Linked DNA regions of Mus musculus: region 2 is linked to region 1. Evidence: chromatin contacts called from public promoter capture Hi-C data. All regions are on one chromosome and are shown on one strand. Each heading gives the region's core, a stretch centred on a gene start, on an enhancer-like site or on the middle of the called end of the contact. The rest is flanking DNA. Distances are from core to core; before and after follow the strand shown. Region 1 overlaps Gm10069 (predicted gene 10069). Region 2 holds the start of Nrip2 (nuclear receptor interacting protein 2).

The links. Promoter capture Hi-C pulls out the DNA fragments that hold promoters and counts their contacts.
Region 2: a promoter capture Hi-C map of embryonic stem cells shows a contact between it and region 1, with 2.6 times the contacts expected there. The contact joins the promoter of Nrip2 here to the enhancer-like site in region 1. A contact is called at or near these places in 3 of 39 promoter capture datasets (embryonic stem cells, liver and trophoblast stem cells), 1 of 15 datasets of contacts at CTCF or cohesin (embryonic stem cells), 17 of 484 Hi-C or Micro-C datasets (the AML12 cell line, CD8 T cells, the G1E-ER4 cell line and 7 more), 4 of 115 datasets of contacts at active chromatin or transcription factors (embryonic stem cells and extraembryonic endoderm stem cells) and 3 of 9 other capture datasets (adipose tissue, liver and pancreatic islet).

What each region holds. Positions count from the first base shown.
Region 1 is chr6:128,477,668-128,482,240 of GRCm38.p6, reverse strand. The region is part of intron 2 of Gm10069 (predicted gene 10069); the gene reads right to left. Among named protein-coding and RNA genes, the nearest start is that of Gm10069, 41 kb to the right of the region's middle. Within about 2 kb of position 2,225, at least 73 of the 459 cell types and tissues checked have an H3K27ac peak or open chromatin away from gene starts, as enhancers often do. A contact at or near this core is called in embryonic stem cells, regulatory T cells and trophoblast stem cells, where this site is marked.
Region 2 is chr6:128,397,132-128,401,704 of GRCm38.p6, reverse strand. It overlaps Nrip2 (nuclear receptor interacting protein 2), which reads right to left and starts at 1,939. Exons shown (of 6, transcript NM_021717.2): 1 at 1,404-1,939. The coding sequence starts at 1,592.

The sequences.
Region 1 (4,573 bases), core at 976-3,475:
TACTGTTCACTCCCAGAAGTTACTGCCTGCCTCTCAGGGAACATCATGCATAGCTACTCAGCCTGAGGCTTGGATAGACACTTAACCAGCGTGGGTTACAAAGTCCCACAGACGGACAGCAGGAACATGCAGAGACATTTCTGAGTGGGTCTGCTCATCCTCTGACATGCCACAAAGTTGTAAGCGTCAGACGAGCTCATGATTCGTGAGCTCAGCCTGACCTGAGAATGGAAATCAAGACATGAAAATTTCTAAATGCGTTTTAAGCTCTGGTGTGTAGATCAGGCACTTCCTTCACAATGCGACAGGGCACCAAGCACAAACCATAGATCTACAAATTGATTCAGGAACAGTCTGATGAAGTCACATCTCCAAGCATCAGATAACCAGAGACTTTGGTGGTGCCCTGCTGCCATCTAACCCAGCCTAGTCCAGAATTGCTTCTCCCTTTGTATCATATCTATACTGTAACGACATTTGAAACCTGCTTGGGTGGTATCAACTCAGGTCGTAGACAGCTGAATCACATCAATTTGCCCAATCCTGACTTTCTCATTTAGAGACTGTTCTGGAGAGTTCCACAATTGCGGTGTTTTTCTAAGAGAATCTGGGTGGTGCTCTAGGGCCCCACACAGTGACTGGAAGCTGAGGAACTATAGCCAGACCTCAGGTGGAAAGTGGGTCCTGCTTTAGCCTGGGCGTGCTTTGCCATCATGAGGACCCTGTTAGCAGAAGAGTGGGATACTCAGATGACAACTGACAGAGAAGGGTACACCCTAAGACCCCTCCTTTCTCCACTCCCTGTGGCCTTGGAGGAGCCTGAAGGAGGAGCAGTGCATACAGAAACCAGGAGAGAGGCTGTGTACTGTATCCGAGAATCTTGGAGTGGGTAACGGGCAGTACTGCCTTCAAATCATGGACACCTGAGAGCTAGGAAGAAATGAATCCCATTGTGGTCTGGGAAGAGATTCGGATGTCGGTGTCAGGCTTGCCACACTTCATGGTCTTCAGAAGCCAAGCTGAGTCCCAGGCACATGCTGGCCTCAAGAATGCCTTTTCGTAACAGTTATCAGCTGTCACCTCCCATCTCGAACTGAGGGTACAGAGTGTGGCACGGCAAAGTTCATTCCAGATCCTCTGTGTTCACAAACTGACATGTCAACTTTTCCGTGCTGTTCAGTGTCTGAAAACAAGCTGACTCAGTGGAGTCCCCTACAGAGAGCGGACCACAGAGGAAACCTGTTCAAATGCCCTACAGTACTTGTCTGAGCCAACATAAAGAAGGCAAGTACTGAAAATAAAGATAATTATTGCCTTCAAATCCCAGACAGCTCTGCGACAAGGCTGGGAGTACGTCCCCACCATGGTGCCATATTTGACTATGCCATCTTTGAGATCCCACTTGGGAGACCACAGTGCCTAGGGTGATCCAGGCCAGTCTCATCCAGGCTCTATTTACACAGCTGCCTCCTTCCGCAGATCTCTCTTCTCTGCTGTGAAGTCTGATAAATCAGAGACAGTCTCTCTAATAAAGACAAACCCAATAGTTCAACAGCTACTAGGGGCCTGCATGTCTAAAGGAGAGTGGGAGGTGGGGGGGAAGAAGAGGACATGGTCACCAGCATGTGTTGCCACAGCCAGTGACAAAGGCTCTTCTTTTTTGCTCTTTTTTTTTTTTAAAGATTCATTTTATTTATATGAGTACACTGTAGAAGAGGGCATCGGATCTCATTACAGATGGTTGTGAGCCACCATGTGGTTGCTGGGAATTGAACTCAGGACCTTTGAAAGAGCAGTCAGTGCCCTTAACTGCTGAGCCATCTCTCCAGCCCCGACAAAGGCTCTTCTGTCCTGCAGTTGCTAGGACAACTAGCCTCTGCCATTGAGTTTCCATTTAAAGGGATGATGGGTTCACTGGTGTCTGTCATGCAGGATGCCAGAAACACACAGCAGGAGTCTGCTCCTCCTGGCACCGTGCAGTGCTAGCCCTCGTGGGCATTGGCCCGCTGCGGCCCGCTGTGGCCCGCTGTAAGCCTTGCCATCCCTGGAGCCCTGCAGACCTGTAGATAAGACGGGGGCTAAAACTTTGAGGAGACCCTTCCTCACACCGTGTCCCATCGTTTGCCTGTCTGCTGGGGGGGAGGGGCTGGGGAGGGGTGGTTCCTGAAGGAACCGCAAACCAAGAAACGTCCTCCCAGGTGCACCCCTGCTGTGGGCCTTTCCTGTCATCCACGCGGGCAGCCAGCAGGGGGGGCAAGAGCCATTCTGTTTTCCTATCCCTGACTCCCTCCCCCTCGACCTAGAGGAAATCAGCCGCAAGGGGGAGCTAGAGGGAGACGGCTGTCCTCAGCACAGAGTCTTTGCAGGAGATTCAATTCATATCGGAAACACAGAGCCCTGACAAATTTATAATAGACCAGTTCCTTCCTCCTTCCCTGACTTCTCAGCCCGGAGCTGATCTTCATTTCACCGAATGTCTAGATTATCTCACTTTCTCCTTAAGGAAGCTGGTAGTGGGAGAGAGGGAGGGAGGAAGAGGGGGGTCAGGGGCAGGAGGAAGACCTACTCTCTGGAATTCGTTGCAAAAAATGTGAATGAAAGCCGGGCGTGGTGGCACACGCCTTTAATCCCAGCACAGTGGGAGAGAGGGAGGGAGGAAGAGGGGGAGGCAGAGGCAGGAGGATTTCTGAGTTCGAGGACTGCCTGGTCTACAAAGTGAGTTCCAGGACAGCCAGGGCTATACAGAGAAACCCTGTCTCGAAAAACAAAAACAAACAAACAAAAAAAAAAAAAGTGTGAATGACGCTTAAGGATGAAGAGGGAGGTTTCAATTTGATAGCTGTAGCGGTACGTAGGGTGCTGGGGCATTCCCCGGGATCTTCTCTCTGTATTCATGCGTTTGTTTAAAATGTCTTTGCTAGAATTAAAAAGCAGTAACCCAAGTCCTCAGGACCCGGTGAAGTATTGTCTGTGCTGAGGTACCATGGATGCAGGCTACAGCTTCAAATAAAACCTCCAGTGAACGAGCTCTGTAGCATTAAACAAGACGTCTTTTTCAGTACCCAGTCCCTCCTCTGCCCTGCTTTAAACCCTCTAACCTACACTCCGGGCAAAAATGGGTGAGAATCACGTTAGTATGTGGCTGCTTCAGTTACATGCATGGGCTGGGGGGGGTGGGGGGGGGCAGGGGGCTTGGTACACTGATGGTGTGCAAAGGAAGGGACAGTCACTGAAGACTCTGCCTCTCACCTGAGACAGGACAGTGGCGACCCAAAGTCAAGGAGAGATTCTCAGACATGACTTGAAGAAAGACTTCCCCCTTCCCCACCCCAGAAATCACTACTCAGCCACCCTCTGCTTCAGCTGGGTGAAGACCCTGGGAATTTCCTGTCACCCTGAAGCCTCAAGTGGAGTCACCTGAGGCCAGTGAGTCCGATGGCCTAGGCCCCTCAACTGTCCACCACCCATTGGCCAATTACACAGTTTTGTATCTGACTTTGTTTTTACGGTTTTTATTTGTCTGTTTGTTTTTGTATTCTTTGTTCTAAACACGATTCCTCCAAATTGAGTTAGCATCACTTCCTCAAAACACTACTGTTTAGCTTTAGGGTGGGAAAGGAAAAGAGGTTCAACCAGTGTTTTAACAGCAGCAACAGGGCCTCAGGTGGCACAGCGGGGTCTCTGAGGTACCTCAAAGCAAGCAGAGCAGGGTGTCTGCTGTTTAAGGTTTCAGACAGAAGGGAAGAAAAGTAGGCTTAGTTAATATGTGGCCTATGCTGCATGGCCAAGGTAGGGGAATAGGTCATACTTGGGTTAAATGACAGGGGTCGTCGATCTGTCTGGGTAAGGGGGTGAGGCCTAGTTAATGTGTGAGCCATTTCCGGGACAGTAGTCAGGCAGATCCTGCCACTCATCCCTGTGTAGCGGGGTGGGGGAACCTCCGTGTGTCCTTGCTCTCTTTGTAATCTTCTCTGCTTATGGCCTGGTAAACTGGAAGACTTGGGGTCTCAAGTCAGGAAGCAGTCGGCTTCCGGCTGAATTAGGGCGTCATTGGGTTAGAAGGTCTCCTTGTTTGGTAGTGGGTAGTCAGGAGACAGTCCTTGGGTCAGAGACACCATGGTATTTGAATTCCCGTACCAGGAGGACACAGGGGGACATTGTCAACTTGTGAAACCATTTGGAGTTGGATTTGTTGAATTCTGGAATAAATGAACAAGGATAATTACAGGAGTTACCAACTAAACCGGCACATCAACGGAAGCAGCAGGAAGCAACACCCAAGACTTTACTCAGCTTCCAAAAAGATACATTTGTTACTCTGTTGGACTTTTTCTGATTTGTTCAAAACAAGGAGGCAGGCTGCTTCTGAGATGGGTTAGAGGAGTTCATGGGAAGGCAAAAAAAGAGTAAAGGTCGTTTTTTAGTAGGGTTTTCAACATTGTCTGTAAAGTTAATCTCTATCAGAAACAAAGAAGCTTTTGAGTTCACACCAGGAAATCAGATTAGTCGGGATTAGCAGTTGGAGTCTTGAGTGACCTACACCAACAGGCAGAGGACCAGAAAAACTAGTTTC
Region 2 (4,573 bases), core at 690-3,189, 80 kb after region 1:
GGGAAAGCACAGCCAGCTTGGGACCCAAACAATTCCCATGCCCTTCTCTCCACAGTGACTCCAGGCTCCTCACTGTGGGAAGTGTGTGTCAGGGCTATCCCAATCGTGAAGAGGGGCTTCCAGAATGTTGCTTCTTCATGCCCAAAGTCATAGGCGCTACCTGCTGCAGATCGTGCAGGTGGTAAGGCAAAGGAGAGAGGTGAGAAACCCTGGTGTGAAAAGGCTGAGCTTGCTACTCTGAGGTGGTAGTGTCCACAGAGCAAGACAGGTGTAGGACTGTATGAAGAAGCACAAGGCCCAGGCCCTGGGACATCAAAGAACCTGCTCTCACATCCCTCCCTATTCCTCAACTGTCTCCTGTGTTCTCTGGGCTGCTGAGACGGGACTTGGAGAAGGACAGAAAGGCAGAGCCAGGTCAGTTAAAGCAACAGAGAATGCATTTACCCCCCAGGAAGAAGCAGCTCCCACAGGATGGAATTCTGGATTCTCCGGACCCCCCAGAAGCCCCAGCAACTCAAAAGCTAAAAGGACCCATAGCTAGAAGCATTCCCAATCGTCTCCCTTAGTGTTGCTATTAGCTAGGCAATGTCACAGTGCTAAGTATGTGGAAGCCTAGGTGACCTGTTTACCAGGTGGATGCTCGCAACTTTATTCCTTTCTAACAGATGGAGATAACAAGGCACAGAGACAACTTTCCAAATTACAGCCAGAATTTGGTCCCAAGCAAGGTGGTTCCAAAGCCCGTGCTCTTAACCATTATATCCCTGGGGGCAAAGACTGCACGCTGACCCTAGCCCCCCTTACCTCCTCATTGTCACCCTCGGCCTGTTCCCTCTGGGGGGCCAAAATTGCTGCAGTGGTTTGGGAGGAAGGGACATAAGGACACAGACAGGTCCAGGTCAGAGCCATATGAACCCCTGATTGCCCAGGAGACCCTCAGTAAGTGGGTGATAGGGGGGAAAGGGCAAAAGTGGGGGCAGGTCTGAGGAATGGGGCAAATTCGTGGGCAGCTTTGAAGGAATCTAGAAGTAGGAGTCATAACCCCGGGGTGACGGATCCTCTAGGCCTTACTGTCCTTATGTGTCCATTCCCTGGGAATCCCGGGTCCTCTAGGCTGCGCTGAACAACATGACTCTCCACTACCCCAGGATAGCCTTGGGCTTTAAGGGGGGAAAACGGTGGAAGCTGAGTTATGAGCCCAGGGACCCTCACTGCCACCAGGCCAAGAAACATTCCCAATGAAGGATCTGGGGAGGATTGGGGGGCTGCAAGTTGGCAGAAACATCTTTCCCATCTCAACAGGAGAAAGAAATTTGAAGATTGAGGCTCTGCCCTTTAGACCACCTCCCTTCACCCCAAACACAGGATATGAAGAAGAGGAGAGAAAGGGTCAGGGTCCTTACCAGGTCCTTAGAGGTGCCGAGTCTCTTGAGGCTGTCCAGGGGCAGCAGGTCAGCCGAGTCCTTGTGCAAGAACTGGGTGGCCTGTTTGAGTTGGCGCTGCTGGCTCAGGTGGGCTCGGTCCCGAAGCGAAGCTTCCTGTTCTTTCCTGGAGTCTCCCTCATCTCTCCTGGCCTCTTGCCCGGTGCTCATGGTCTTCTGTGGAAAGCAGACAGGGTGTATGGGAGTCTCTCTCCACCTCCTTTTTGCTCCCAGCTCCCCCTATAGCTTCTGCCTTTCTCTGTCTCCGGACTGCGGCTCTCCCTCTGACAGGAGGGTCTCAGCAGGAAGAAAAGAAGAAATAAATAAATAATAGGCGAGAGCAGCGCGTCAGACACCAGTTTCCAGAGATTGCAGTAGAGGGAGCGAGGTTCCGGCTGGAAAAACCCAGCCCTAAAGGAGAGGGAGGGCGAGCAGGGCCTGCAGCTGGTAGGCTGCAAAGCCTGCAGCTCTGGGGTCCTGCTCAGAGTGGGTGGTGGATGGTTGTGTGTGTGTGTGTGTGTGTGTGTGTGTGTGTGTGTGTGTGTGTGTGTGCGCGCGCGCGCGCACGCGGGTGTTGTAAACTGTCAGGAGGCTGTGCCAAGTCATCAGAGAGAGGTGAGTGCCATTGTGTGGGGGCGCATGTTTGGTATGTGTGGGGAAGCAGGCATGCATGTCCCTTGTCTCTTGTGTTTTGTGGACCGGCTCTGCTGTCCCCTTCCAGTCTCTGAACAGTCAGCCACCCAGCTCTTTTCTCATGCTGCTGTCCTTTGCTACTAGGGTTTGAGGTGCTGGCCAGAGAGGGACAGTATGAGAGTGGCCTCCCCACCTCTCCTCCATCTGCCATCAGCCACCCTCCTTGCTTGGCCTCTCCCTGTCAGTCCCAATATCTCTCTCGAATTGCAAAGAGATCAGGAACGTTCTAGTAATACTCACCTCTGAGATCTTCCCTGTTAGACGCTGAAGTCCCAGTGATTCCATGATGAGGAATTCTGGGAATGTTCTGGGCCTAATACATCTCTCCAACTGGGTTAGTCTGTGACTCACCTTGGTCCTCTCCCATCAGAATCCCAACTACTTGGGAAGGTGAGACAGGAGGATCACAATTCAAGGCCTGCCTGGACTACAGTGTGAGTTCACTCTCAGGCTTTCAATTTAGTGAAATATATATATATATATATATAATTTGTTTATTATATGTAAGTACACTGCATCTATCTTTGGGCACACCAGAAGGCATCTGATCTCATTACAGAGGGTTGTGAGCTACCATGTGGTTGCTGGGATTTGAACTCAGGACCCTGGAAAAGCAGTCAGTTAAGAGACCTCAGTTAAGAGCAGCTCTTAACCGCTGAGCCATCTCTCCAGTCCAATTTAGTGAAATCTTAAAAATAAAAAGAAGGGGGCTGAAGAGGTGGCTCAGTAGCTAAGAGCATTGGCTGCTCTTCTGGAGGACCAGGGCTCAATTCCCAGCATCCACATAGTGGCTCACAACTGTCTGCAGCTCACAACTATCTGTAACCCCAGTTCCAGGGGGTCCATGGCACCAGACATGCCCGTGGTACATATATACATATACATGTACATATGCACAGAGGCAAAATACCCATACACATAAAATAAAAATAAAAAGAAGGGTTGATGTCCCAGAGAAGGGGGATGCTAGTGGGGTGAGCACCCTCTTAGAGGCAAAGGGGAGGGGGGTTCATGGAGAGGAGACAAGGAAGAGGGATAATATTTGAAATATAAACAAAAAGATTAATAAATAAAAAACAAAACAAAAAATTAAAATAAAAAGAAGGGCCTGGAAAGATGGCTTGGGACTTAAGAGTGTTTACTGCTAGCCCAGCAGTGGTGGTGCATGCCTTTAATCCCAGCACTTGGTAGGCAGAGGCTAGACGGATCTCTATAAGTTGGAGGCCAGCCTGATCTACAGAGCAAGTTCCAGGGCTGCACAGAGAAACCCTATTGAGAATCCCCCCAAACAAGAAGATTTCAGGTGGCTCACAGACACCTGTAACCCCGCATATGTTTCAGATACATTCTCATAAACACACAAATACAAGGAATAAGAATAAAGTAGCAAAATTAGCTTAAATGACAGTAATCATAAAAGGGGGTGGGTGGGAAGAAGAGATAGCACAAACTGTGCTTACCGCCCTTGCAGTGTGGATCCTGGCGTCCCAGACAGCTCCTATCCACCTACAACTCCAGTGCTAGCCAGGAGATCTGACACCCTCTTTTGGACTCCTAAGCACATGTACCCAGAGATGTACCTGTCCCCACCCATGCACAATTCCAAACACAAAGACACATTTACACGTAATTAATTGTTTTTGGACAACTTTTTAAAAGTAAAAAGCTGCCAAAGGTGGTAGAATGTTTGCCTGACACGTGCAGGCTCTGTTCAGTGCCTTCAGTCCCCAGCACTCCAAAACAGCCACACAAAACACAGACTCCACAAATCCCCCCAGGGGCCTGAGGCAGAGGGTTGCTCAAGCCCAGGATTCCAGGGTCAGCTTGGGTAAATCATTAGCTTGGGCAAGACCTTGGCAAATCATTTCTGGGCCGGGAGGGATGACTCAGAAGCTACAAGCTGGCTGCTCTTGTAGAGGACCAGGCTCAGTTTCTAGCACCCACACATGGTAGCTCACGGTTGTCTATTTCAGGGCTTCCACACTCTCTTCTGGCTTCCTCAGGTACGGGGCATGCACGTGTTTCACAGACATAGATGCAGACAAAATATCCATGCACAGAAAATAAACAAGTACATTTTTTTAAAAAAAAATCACTTCTAAGGAATAACTATTTGTAATTATTGTAATCTCTAATGAAGACACAGGAAGACATTTCCAGCAGCCCTCTGTAAGGTTCTTGTCTCTTTGGTTGTGAGCCTATCTTTTTTTTCTTTTCTTTTCTTAAGTAGTACTGGCTGTCCTGGAACTCCCTATAGAGAAAGGGCTGGCCTCTAACTCCCAGAGATCCTCCTGCCTCTGCCTCTCTGCATGCTGGGATAAAGGCACCATGCTCTGTTTCTGGGTTTTTTTTGTTTGTTTGTTTGTTTGTTTGTTTTTTCTTTTTTAGATTTATCTTATGTGATGAGTGTTTACCTGCATCCATGTATGTGTAGCATGTGTGTGCCTGGTGGCACAGAG